3 separate regions of the Mus musculus genome follow, and all the other regions are linked to region 3. Evidence: chromatin contacts called from public promoter capture Hi-C data. All regions are on one chromosome and are shown on one strand. The core of a region is the stretch at or near the end of the contact, and the rest is flanking DNA. Distances in the headings are between cores, read along the strand shown. Region 1 holds the start of Ccdc83 (coiled-coil domain containing 83). Region 2 holds the start of E230029C05Rik (RIKEN cDNA E230029C05 gene). Region 3 holds the start of Rab30 (RAB30, member RAS oncogene family).

What was found. Promoter capture Hi-C pulls out the DNA fragments that hold promoters and counts their contacts.
Region 1: a promoter capture Hi-C map of liver shows a contact between it and region 3, with 4 times the contacts expected there. The contact joins the promoter of Ccdc83 here to the promoter of Rab30 in region 3. A contact is called at or near these places in 1 of 39 promoter capture datasets (liver) and 1 of 9 other capture datasets (liver).
Region 2: a promoter capture Hi-C map of liver shows a contact between it and region 3, with 7 times the contacts expected there. The contact joins the promoter of E230029C05Rik here to the promoter of Rab30 in region 3. A contact is called at or near these places in 3 of 39 promoter capture datasets (embryonic stem cells, liver and pre-B cells).

What each region holds. Positions count from the first base shown.
Region 1 is chr7:90,263,405-90,267,637 of GRCm38.p6, forward strand. It overlaps Ccdc83 (coiled-coil domain containing 83), which reads right to left and starts at 2,028. Exons shown (of 11, transcript NM_183293.1): 1 at 1,920-2,028.
Region 2 is chr7:90,027,084-90,031,599 of GRCm38.p6, forward strand. It overlaps E230029C05Rik (RIKEN cDNA E230029C05 gene), which reads left to right and starts at 2,076. Exons shown (of 6, transcript NR_110365.1): 1 at 2,076-2,144.
Region 3 is chr7:92,739,958-92,744,006 of GRCm38.p6, forward strand. Rab30 (RAB30, member RAS oncogene family) reads left to right here and starts at 1,757. Exons shown (of 5, transcript NM_029494.2): 1 at 1,757-1,885. 4632427E13Rik (RIKEN cDNA 4632427E13 gene) reads right to left here and starts at 1,502. Exons shown (of 2, transcript NR_015510.1): 1 at 1,105-1,502; 2 at 749-1,019.

The DNA of each region.
Region 1 (4,233 bases), core at 778-3,277, 2.5 Mb before region 3:
TCTCTGTCATTAAAAAGGGTGGGGCGGGGGAGGTATTTTAGAGACAGCTCTGGCTCTGTCAGCAGTTCGCTCCAAACTCAAAGCTATCTGTAGTAACAGGAGCAACAGTGCGGTACGTCCAGGAGCCTGGCTAAGTAAGGTGCAGTTCAAAGGCCCAGAAGTCATTATAATACTGGTTGCGAAGCAACATGCACATGTAAAAATATTCATAGTACTCATCTCAATAAACTATAGTTCATTTGGGAAGTCATCAACTTCAGCAAGCTCATGTTTTTGTGAATTCAAAAATATATGCTGGCCCATAACCCGGGTACATCCTGGATGTTCAATACACACTGTTGTGAATGAGTTGCCTGCAAACACCCATATATGGCCTCACTTCATGGCTAACAATGTGGATGCAATGTAACAATTCGTAAAGGAGAATTGTTTCAATATCTTATCTTTTTAGAAATTATTATTTTGTAGGGCTGCTAATAATTAGCTCAGTGGTTGAAAGCACTGGACCTGGGTTCACTTCCCAGCACCCAAGTGGCATCTCACAGCTCTCTGTAACTCCAGTTCCATGGCTTCTGACACCCTCAGACAGACATCTGTGCAGGCCAAACACCAAAGGATATAAAATAAAAATAAATTATATATAGAAGAAATATTATTTTGCTTGTGTGTGTAAGCATGGTGTGCATGTGTTTGCATGTGTGTAGACATGTGTGGGAGCAGGTGCATGTGTACAGGTCGACAGTGGATGTTTTCTTTAACTGCCCTCTGCAGTGTATGTTGAGGCAAGGTCTCACACTTGGACCTATAGCTTGCTAACTCAGCGAGTCCAGCTAGTCAGTGGGTTCTGGGATCCATCTCTGCCTCCCAGACACTGCGATTCCACCATGCCCACCGTCCCAACGTTTCTATGGGCACTGGGGATCTAGAACCTGGTCTATATACTCACACAGCTCACATTTCCCCACTGAGTCATCTCCCCATCCCAGCAAAATTCTTTGGAATTCAAGTGTTCATTTATGCCAGGAACGCTTTTTGACCTAGAGAAGGTTTTCTGTCTCACTAGAATGCACTGTTAACAGAATCAGAAATGCACTCCAGCGTTAAAACAAAATGAAGTTGATTTACTTAAGTCCTTTTACAAGTGGTAATTCCATCTAAAATTACTTTAAAATCCTTCACACGTCTTTTCATATAGACTATATATATGTACATAGTCCCAAATAGTGTGAAAATGCAAAGCTTATTCATTTTAGAAAAGTACCATTAAAACCGTTTGTTGAGATCTATGTGTTTAGAAACATGTAGATGAATGACATTGTCACACATCTTTTGGAGGTATCAAGCTTTCCTCAGCTTGGGAACCACTGGGGACACTAGGAGAAGGAAGGAGAAGTGGAACCTCTGATTCCCCACTAAGTCAGTTCAGCACAGGTTTTGGTCCTGTCTGACCCCCAGTTTCTTTCTCCATCTTTTCCATCTCGTTTCAGAACTGTTAAGAGTATTCATAAAGCTTTGAGGAAATTGTGGAGTGGTAGACAGCAACACAAAGGTCTACTTATTCTGTGAGGTTGGGACTCCAAGACACCAAAGGGATGCTTGAGTCTTGGGATACTACCAATCATTATAGATGCCATCACAGCCTCCGCCCCCTTCCGTACTGTGTACCTATAAACCTGTAACAAAACTTAGTATAAATTAAAGATTAATAATACTGGAATAGAACAGTTATCAGATATGACAAACGTTACTTAAACAAAAATGCTTATTTCAGGCATTTTCCATTTAATACCCACCCCTTAAGCCCATCCATCACAAAGATCCTCAGGTACCTGAAACTGATAAAGGGGGACTACTGCATCAGAGGGCTGGGCATCTACTGAGTTAAGAGACTGCGCTAGGACACCCTGAAGGTTACAAACCTTTAAGTTTAGGGCGGCTAAAACCAGGCAGGTATCCCTGTCTCCAGAGTGGTGAAAGAGGGGCACGGCTTGGAGAACCCTTCTCAACAGTTCTTAACCGCTCAGGAACAACGCTCCGAGGGAAAAACCAGAGGGCGCGACCCCAGGCCCATCTCGTGTCAGGGCAAATCAAGAGGAGGGCGTGTCCGCTGTAGTGGGGGAGGGTTCCTATAAAGTTTTGGGGGCAGACTGAAGAAGTCAGAGGTCACACAAGGATGTTAGCTTTCTCCCAGTATCGTCTCCAGCGTTTTCAGGTGAGAATTCCGGGTTGTGGGCTGGTGGTTCTCAAGTACAAATAGCCCAAAGCACTCTCCCTCCCTCCCTTCCAACCCCATCCGGGTCACTTCCCGCTGTTTTCAAAGCGACTGGCATCTTCATCTACTATCCCATTCTGGTTTAGGCACCATGGCGATTCGCGCGCGCCACCTGGCGGGCATATGAGGAATAGTGCGGGTGAGGGAGTGCATGCAGAGGTTAGGGCAGTGGTCCAGTCCTTTCTTCTTTTCCCCCAAGGCCTCTCTCTCCTCTTTTCGAATTCTCTGTGCTTGGAAGGTGGTGTATGTAAATAGGACTCCAGCTTTGTGCGCATGCCTCGCTCGGGTCATTGCAAGCTTATATTTGCTGATATAAAATGACTCCTCTGTGATTTCAAAACAACTCCCCGGGTGTGGGAAGGGGCAGAACTCCTGTGACAGAGGTGCTCTGCTTTTCTGTCTGCGTTTGTCAGCTTGGTTTAACTCTTCAAGTGCTCACAGGGCAACTTGAGGCACTGAAGTCTTTGCATCTGTCTTCTCATTTTACTTTTAAGCGTTTAACAAAGCAATATAGTGCAGTTCAGCCTCATCCTGAAGGCAGTCTATTAAAGCCTCCCATTTCTCTCATTACACTCCAGTAATTTTCTTTTTTTGGCCTGGGAAGTCAGAAGCCAGGCTCTTTTAGGCCTCCGACTCACTTCCAAGTGATCTAGTTGGCTTAAAAAATAGATTAAAACATAGTAAGGAATTTTTAAAAACCTTTTTTGGTTCTTTGTGAATTTTACATTATGCACCCCAATCCCTCTCATTTCCCCATCCATTCATACTCATCCTTGGCCTTTGTAACCTCCCACCACACAAGATAACAACAACAAAAAAATTACAATTGAAAAAAAAATCAGGCCGGGCAGTGGTGGTGCATGTCTTTAATCCCAGCACTTAGGAGGCAGAGGCAGGTGGATTTCTGAGTTCCAGGACAGCCAGGGCTATACAGAGAAACCCCATCTCGAAAACCCAAACGAACCAACCAACCACACAAAACAACAACAACAAACAAACAAGCCACCTGCCCTCCAAAAATGCCTAGTGGAAGCTGTAGTGTATCACAGCGTGTTATACATCTTTACTTGCAACGAGTCGTTGGTCTGGTTGGAGGCTACTGGCTTTTGCTACACTATCAATACTGGGTCCTTACTGGGACTCCTCTTAGATATCCTGTTGTTGCCCTGTGTCATGAAGAACCTGCAGCTTCGGGTCAGCAGGGCTGGTCACCCCATCCATATAGCGATGGGAAAGCTGTTGGGTTAGATTGAGGATGAGGCGTTTAAGGTCAGCCTGGGCTACATAGGAAGATCTGGGTCTGACTGGTAGCTGAGTTGGTGAACTCACCAGCGTCCGGAAACCCACACCATCAGGGCCAGCTCTCCAGCACTGCTTCAGCGAGCTCACCCAATGCCACAGCCAGCAAGGGGCAGGGTCAGCTCTCCCACCTGCTACAGGTGATGGGGGTGCATCTCTCCTCACCTACGCCACTGCATAGCAGACAAGGGGTGGGGCCAGCTCATGCTCTTGGCTGGTGGGGCTCTAGGTTATAATTTTTAAAAGGTTAATACATTACTATTATATTAGTGACCTAATGAAGGAAGGGAACTGAGGGAGCTAGTTAAGAGAGAGAGAGAGAGAGCGCTGTCATCCTGGGCTACATTGAAGACTTTGTTATAGAAAACCAAACAGAAGAGCAGGTGAGCCAACAGGAGGAACTAAGCTGGGTGTTGTGGCACACACCTTTAATCCCAGCACTTGGGAGGCAGAGGAAGGCGAATTTCTGAGTTCAAGGCCAGCCTGGTCTAAAGAGTGAGTTGTCGCGCCCACCTCAGCCAGCAAGGAAGACACAACACGGTCGGATTCTTCTCAACAGCCTCTATTGCAGGAACGCCTCGATGCTGCTACGGGGACCCCGGGAACCCAGGGAGGACTGCTTATATACACCCGAGCACTGGCGAGGGCTATGTGTCCTCCTG
Region 2 (4,516 bases), core at 826-3,325, 2.7 Mb before region 3:
ACACCAAATCCTGTCAACAGTGTGCAGAAACTGGAATTTGTAAGCTTTCTTAGTAGGATGTAAAATGGTGACATTATCCTGGGAAACATCATGGTATTTGGTGCAGCTATGCCATTTCTATGCATAAATGCAAGTTGAAAACTACAACTCCACAAAAAACCGATATACAAACATTCATAGCAATATTTCTAAACATAATAAAAGATAACAACCCACACGCCCACTAACTGATGAGTGAGTGGAGAAATGTAAGACATGTCTCATACATATATTACATGCATCACATCCGAACACGGATGAACTTTGAAAGCATCATTATGTTTAGTAAAAAAGCAGTCATGAAGAAACATATACACATACAATATACATATTAACATATAATTATATACTATATATAAACACATAAATATATATTAATACATAACTATATATTATGTGTATGTAGGTATATACCCATTAATATTAAGTGCCCAGAATGGGGACAATTTTTAGGGATGTAAAGTGTACTAGTGGTTGCTTATGGTTGGGCATAGAAGTGAGTATGGGACAATTGGCTGGGAGTAACAGCTAAAAGATCTTTGGCTTCTTTTTGTGGTGATAGTTGTACAACTCTGATATGATGTGCTGAAAATGATGGGAGCACAGGCTTCAAGTGGGCAAGACTGCAGAGCATGTGAGTTACCCCAGTATATTCCTCACCTTACAAACTTTAAAAATCATTGCATTGTACATTTGTAAGCGGTGTAAAATACACACACACACACACACACACACACACACACACATATATGTATATATATATATATATATATTTTTTTTTTTTTTTTTTTTTTTTTTTTGAGCCAGAGGCTTGCTAAGTCACCCAGGCTTGCCTCAAACTCACTATGTCACTCATGCTGACATGGAAATTTTGGAGATCCTCTTGCCTGTCTCCCTAGTGCTGGGATTACCAACATGTCCCAGCAGTGCTGGCTCAATGGGTAGATGCCCTCTTCTTTCTTGGTGCTGGAGTTTGTGCCACCAAGCCTGGCTGATAAAGCTATTTTTAAGAAACCAAAGCATGCGGGGTACAGGGTCAGGCAGATCTCTGTGAGTTTGAGACTAGTCTAGTCTACAAAGCAAGTTCTAGGACAGCCAGGGCTACACAGAGAAACCCTGTCTCACAAACCAAAAAGAAAGACAGACAGACATACACACAGACAGAAAAGAAAGGAAGAAAGAAAGGAAGAAAGAAAAACACAACCTGGCTGTTGCTTTGAATGCATCTGTATTATTATTGTTGTTATTGTTATTATTATTATTATTTGTAAAATAATGAAGGCTGAAAGCGACTGAACATCAGGTGAGATATAAGAGCAGTGCATAAAATTTGGAGTTCAGAAACCTGGTTCCGTTCCTCATCTTTTTCTTTTTCTTTTTTTTTTTTTTTTTTTTTGGTTTTTCGAGACAGGGTTTCTCTGTATAGCCCTGGCTGTCCTGGAACTCACTTTGTAGACCAGGCTGGCCTCGAACTCAAGAGATTCACCTGCCTCTGCCTCCCGAGTGCTGGGATTAAAGGCGTGCGCCACCACGCCCGGCTTCCTCATCTTTTTCAAAAGAAATATTTTTATATTTATTTGTATGCAAAGGTGCATGCATGCCATAGCATGCCTGTTGAGGTCAGAGAACAAAGTTCAGAAGTTCATGATGCAGGTCCCAAGCATCAAACTCAGGTCATTAGGCTTAGCAAGCACCTTTATCCACGGACCCATCTCACCCGTTCACCGTTCCTCTTGCCACTGCTCACTGACCGTTTCATACTATTTTCCCATTTGCAAAGCAGGAAAATTAGCTCTACCTTACATGGGTGCTTCTGGGCACAGAATGTTTAATGGGCTCATTTTCTTGTCTTTTAGGGTTGTTTAAGCCTGAGGTTAAAACAGCATGGTGATAAAGTCCACTAATGTATGAAAGGGATTTGAAAGTTAAGTCTTCTATAGAAGATAAGCTAACATGGGTCTCAGTCACGGCTGTGTATCAGGAAGTAAAACCAGCCGAGCCTTGACCTTTAAAAGGAAGCACTACCCCTTTGTCCAAGTGCCTTATAACATGTCTTTATAACTGGCTGTGTAAGAATGAAGAAAAGCTGTCCATCTTCTGAGAAGGTATGCTGCTTATAAAGGGAATGTGCAGGTTTGGGTTGGGGGACTGGGAAGGAGGCTGACATAAAGGATCAAAGGTGTGTGGTGCCAAGTTACCATAGCAACGTGTTCTGCTGCTCCGCGCGGCTTGCAGTCTTGGGCTTGCCCCCAGATGGATGAGGCGCTTGGCAAACGCCAGAACCAAGCTTCTCTGCATGAAATTATTTTCTCCATATGCAGCTAAGAGAGGCAGATACCCTTTCCCACAAATGATGTGCAAAAGGAAGAGCCTGGGTTTTTACAAAGCAACTTCCTCTCCTTTCTTAGAATGAGACCAGAGAGTCCACGTCTCCCTCCAATGCCTGGGATGTGAAGTACTCAGTAGATAGCTGGGTCAGGAGCAAATGATCAGAATTTACGCAGACGGCCAGAGTGGCAGGGAGCATCATGGCTTATTGGCAAGAAGCGGCTCCTAAATTATATCAAGGACTCTCGGAAAGGAGAACTCAATTCACACGGCACACACTTCACTGTCTGTTGCAAGCCACACAGTGTGTTTATGTCTGGATCTGGCCTTTATTAAATTTCTTCAGCCTGTGGCACATTCCCCTCAGATATTGTGTTTATTATTCAGACAGGGCAGGGAGCTGCTCCCCACCCGTGCCCCTCAATCTTCTGTCCTGCACATATCTCAGATGTTGTAGGGACAGCGTGTGACAATGTCTGCTTAGTGGACATTCCGTTCTCAACCTTTCCGAGATCCTGATGGAAAAGGGGGCCTGCCCTGGCCAGCATCTGGGCACGTCATCTTTTCCTTATAAAGAGCAGAGACAACCTTCCTGGAGCCGGGGCAGCTGTTTTTGTAATCAGTCTCGTAGGATTGAAAAGCATCGCTTCAACCCAGGAGTGGGGCTCTCAGTTCTACCTCTGGGGACGGTGTTGAGGGGGTCTCATTGCTCACGAAACCTCTGTCTGCTTCTCCTTCTCTACAATAGTCTTGCATTTTTGGCACATCCTCTGGGACTCTGCTTTCCTGGAAGACATTTTCTTTCTGTAACTCCTCTGCCGCTTCATCAAACCTCTCGCCAAAGTGGGGAAGAGAATCATCCCCCACCCCGCAGATTATGTGAACTGCCTCAGCCTGCAAGTGGCCAACATGCTGGCAGTACCAGGAACTCTCCCCAGTTAATCCCCACAGTGGCTCTGGGAGGCGAATATTTTTCATTCCTGTTTTATCTTTGAGGAATCAGGTCTTAGGGAGATCATATTAGCAGTCCCTGGCTGGGCTATTATTTAAGTGCAGGTTCTGAGTATACACATACAGCTAAAATAGCCAAAAGCAGCAGGCTCAGTCATTAAGTTTTGCCATTGTCAAAACTTGGGGGGAGCAAAGGAAGACACAAACAGAACCCTAATAACTCTGAGGTCCTAATAATGCTAATTTTAGACCTTAACTGTAATAGCATATGTGCTGTGGTTGGTGGCAACAGGAAAGGACAGAACAGGAAATACCATGACCCAGATTCTGGCTAATGAGAAAGATTAACAAATACCAGAGCCAGCTCTGCTTTCTATGCAATCCTTCAAGACCTAGCTCCCTGTGCAAGCTCTTCCGAGAAACTGTATGATTTCTAGAAGCAATCCTTTGCTCTGTGCCTCCACTGTCTTTTGCCGCAGCCTGGTTACAGCTCTTCCTCAGCACAGGGTTAGTATGACTTTTCCTGGTTGGCTGAGCATCTTGAGCATCTCATGTCTTTGTACCCAAGACCTCGAAGACTGCCTAGCAAAGTCTCAAGTCAGTGTTGATGGTCAATAAATTGTTCCCGTTTCCTACTCTGAGTTTCCTGGTTTTCATCAGTATCTCACTTCCTTTACATCCTGTCTTGGGTGGGACTGGCATTCTTATTAGCTGCTTAGCCTATGAGCTCCCTTCTCGAATCTTGGAAAACTAGTATTTTATGACACAGGATGAGAGACTATGTCTTCTGTCTTCCACTTGTGGAAATTGGAAGAGGCCAGTCACTCTCCTGCATCACCGGCAGCTAGACCACTAGACCCAATCTCACCAAAGACCTCACGATTGGAGTGGAATGACCTAAAACTCTTGGAAAGCTTAGAATGTGTGCTAGCGGTGATACTGATGTGCACAGCACAGAGAAGTGTGAGGAGTGTTCCAACTACTGTGTTTCTGTGGTGTGATCTTGCCTGTGCCTCCTGGTCTGTATTCAAACATACTGTCTTTTCTGAGAACCTCATCATAAGCCCCCAATTGGCCCCTATTTTGATTTCAGTACCCAGAATTAATTTCTGGGTTTTGGTTGTTTTTTGTTTTTTCTTTTTAATTTTGTTTTGGTTGGTTGGTTTTGTTTTGGTTTGGTTTGGTTTTTGTTTTGTTT
Region 3 (4,049 bases), core at 507-3,006:
ACAGAAAGAAAATGGTAGCTATTGGTTCCTTCTGGTACTTACCAACATTACAAGCAGAAGAGCGTAGTATTTCTGAGGCTTCACGTTGCTGAATCCACAAGAATGGCATCTGCCACTTCTGTGGCTGCTTCTCACACCACAAGCCAATCTTTGAAAAAACGTCCTTTTTAAGTACCATCATCTCCATATATCTTTGAAGGTTCCTGTTGTGTTTTGGAAATTTAAAAAGCAGCCTGCCTAGCTTTTTGAAAGGAAGACCTACTGGAACTTTATTAATTTCTAACAGAGGCACCGTATATATTTTCACTGATGCAAACAGACCAGTGCTAGGGATACAATCCAGGGTCTTGACTGTGCTGTGGGAATCCTCACCACCGAGCTAGCCATCTCCTTCGAAAAGCTCAGGAGGGGAAAAATAAAACACTCAAATTACGCATATCAGCATTTTTAACTTTTCAGAGACCCTCAGTAGGTCTTTTGGCATCTTTCTATAGTGAACTTCAGAACCTGAAAAACAAACACACAGTACTGTTTGAGTTACTGGAGAAAAGGTGTTGAGATGCTGAGCAAATAGGCTCAAAAGTTCTTTAAGTATTCTGAATGTATTTTCATCGGTAAGGGTACCAAGTGGTTAAGGGAAGGGGATGATGTGTTAACTAACGTTATCTGCACGAAGATGTCACAACAAAACACATTATTTTGCACAATATAGGTAACAAAAGAAAAGGGAAGTTTTCCACAGTTATCAACTTCGAATATACGCAGTATTTTAGCACAGTTCATTTAGCGTTAGTCGAGAAAGACTGCTCACTTGCAGTCCCTTTTCAATGTCGTTTACGTTCGCTGGTGGGGTAAGAAAGGTTAGGTGCTAACTTCTTTTGGTAGATCCTTCCTTTGTCAGTTTCAGGGCCAAGCTCCACAACCCTTCGCGATCACATTATCTAGCAAAGGATTTCTTTGAGGCCCTTTGCAATTCACGACCGAACGAAAATTCAGTGGTGGGAGCAGGGGTCTGACACCTGAGGAAATGATCATGAGGGATTAAGAAAAATGACAAGGCAAAAAATAAATAAATAAAAATAACCTAGGTTTAGCTCCACTCACAGGGTGCACGCGAGCTTTTCGTCTTACAGGCGCGAGGCCCGTCGTCCCGAGTCCCCACACCACAACAAAGACACATTTTGCCCAGAGAGTCTCCCCAGGAAGTCTAAGGGTTTCTCCACGCTCAGTAAAGCGACTCCCTGTGTCCCGGGGTGGCGAGGCCTTGTGCAACCCCAGCGGGTTGCGGTTCACTCCGACTCGCGATGGCATTTCTGGCTCGACAGCCCTGAAGGTCCCCAGTGTAGCCTCCGTTCAGTCCTAGCCGGTGCGCGAGGCTATCAAGTTCTACATCCTAGCCTCACCATTCTCACCATGCCACCTTTCGGCTCCACGAGCCCCTCGAAACCTCGGCTCGCCGCAGCTCCAGGGCTCCAACATGGCGGCCGGTCCAGTTCTTCTCTGGGCGCTCTGACCAGAGCATCCTGGGTATTGTAGTTCCAGCTGTAGCCTCTACGTCGCTCCCGGACTTCAAAGGACTACAGATCCCAGAGTGCACAGCTCTGGAGCATGGCTATTGGGGCCGCTCGGACAGAGGGATGATGTCATTGCAAAACCCTACTGCATTCATTGTGCTACGGTCTATCCACCCCCCGCCCCCCCGCTGCTGCTGCTGGGCTCGCTATTGCCGCTCGCTCCAGCTGAGCCCTGAGTAGCAGCAGGACCAGGGCAGGGACTGACTCCAGTCCTTGGACTTAGGACACCGCAGCACCTTCTCTTGCGTGCGTGACTCATTCGTATATCATTTCTTTTTATGCCTGGGGTGGGGAGAAAAATCCCAAACCAGGTGAGTTGAAGTGATTTATTCAAATCGTTTTCCCAAGTTATCCCTCCCGCTTAGTTCTCAAGGCTTTCTTTTGAGAAGATGGGGCCGGGAATGGGGGTATGGATTCGGGAGGTTCTCACCGGCGCTGCTAAGAGCTAAATAGCTCTGTGCAATTTGGGTCACTGCAAAGAACAACTCCTGCAACCTGCCCCCGCCAGAGGACTGGTGCCTGCCAATTTCCTTGCTTCAACTCCCTTTAACCTTTTTAAGGCTAGGAGAGGGGGCTGGGCTGGGAAGGATGTTGGGAAGTGCACTTGGAAAACACGAGGAGGGCAAAGGTGGGGGACTGCAGTCCTGTCATTCCACGACCCCAGTGCTGAGGTTTGAGTGGGAAAGGGTGATGTGTGGGGAGAAATGGAGACAGTAATTTAATGTGGCCGTACTTCTTGAGAACATTTGTGTCGCTTGGACTAGCACACACTATTTTTAAGATGAGCAGGTTTCTCTTGAGTCGCTTAAGTTTCGTAGGGCTTTATTTTATGTTTGTATGTTTGTGTCGTTTGTCTCGCCTTTTCCTGCTGATTTGAGGTGACAGTGTCCTTTAATGGTGCACTCCGTGCCAGTCAGAAATATTTCACGTGTCTAGGGAAGGATCTCTTCGGCTGCTAGAAGCTGCATTTTTGTTAAGCGTTTTCATTTTTTTGTGTTCTCCCGACTGCGGGATTCGGGATGGTTTGGAAGTAGAATTTGTGCTTGTGTGAGTGTTTTAAATTACATCGCGATAGGCTCTTGCCACTGACAATGGTACTGTAACAAGCTGCCGTTTCTGAGGCTTAGTCTCCACTCAGAAATAACGGTTTGCAGACGGAATCGATTAGGAACCTGGGTGCTTTCTTGTTCTTTTTCTTTTTAACACTTTAGGGGAAGGAAAAGTTGAATGTTGTGTCACCCCGTTACTGGACTTTAATGAAAGGTATCCAAGGACAGAGAACCTGACCTGGGAAACTAGGGAGCGTGGTAGTGTGCTGTTTGTTTGAATTTTGTTTTCCAACGAACTGACACGTTTAATAAGGCAGGCAACATTCTGACTTGTATGATGCTGGCTCTCCTCTTAAGAGTTACAGGGATGAACGCTGCAATAAATATGTTCCTTTGAGATAAACAGCTGGCTGGCTCCGGAACAGATGGGGCCAGTCTTAGCTGAGAGATATACAACCTTGGAAATGAATGGACTTTGGGTCAACCACACCCCCTTTAGGAATGTCAAAAGAAGGAGAACCGCCAGAGTATTTGCTTAACTCCAAAAGGCTAAAGCTTTTTTCACAGCCTCTGCCAGCTTTAGAGGAAAAGTCATTTACTGTCTGTCTTTCGCTTCTGGGAACCAATTTTATTCATTTTTAATTGAGATGCTCAGGTCTCCAAAGTTGGAGCTGCTGGGTGACACTTTGTTAAATGCTTCATGTTACCGAATGCAAAGGACAGCTTTGTAAGTGGAGGGATTTATTGGGAGCGCAGCGGGTAGTGGTTAGATTTGGGGGAAAACCAGCACGCTGTATTTGCTTCTTCCTACAGCTCTGTAATAGCACTCTGCCCTTCTCTTCTGTGCCCTTCTTTCTTTCCCTACCCAATTCTCATCTCTTCAGATTCCGTTTCCCCTCCCCCTAGTCTATTTGTAGTAAATACTGCCCTTTCTCTTTGAGGATTTCCCCTGTGGCAGGAGAGTATCACATCTCTTTTTCTAAGTCACTTTCCAGTCTCTGCACACCGCCCTCCACACCTTCATCCTGCCGTCCTGGAAGGAACCCTGGAGTTAGAGGATGTAGGCTATGTGTGAATCTTTACTCAGAGTCCTCTTTGAAGAGGTACTGGTATTTTTACCCCCCCCCCCCCTTGGAATCTGTGCTTGGTAGGGTGACACCAGCGAGCCCCCACCCAGGGCTGGGATTGTGCTTTCCATGGCAGACATAACCTGGGCCCGGGAGCATGTGGACAATGACATGCAGGCCTGGGACTCTTCCTTTCCATGGCACTGCTCAGTCCCATGGTTCAGCCAAAATGCTTTACACAAAATGCTCTTGTCATTCCCAAAGTAGTCTTGAGTAGCTTCTGCTTCATGTAGTATTTGTGTTTCTTCCCTGTTCCAGGGAGTGGTGGGAAAACAGTGGATCCCCTGAACCTGATGCTG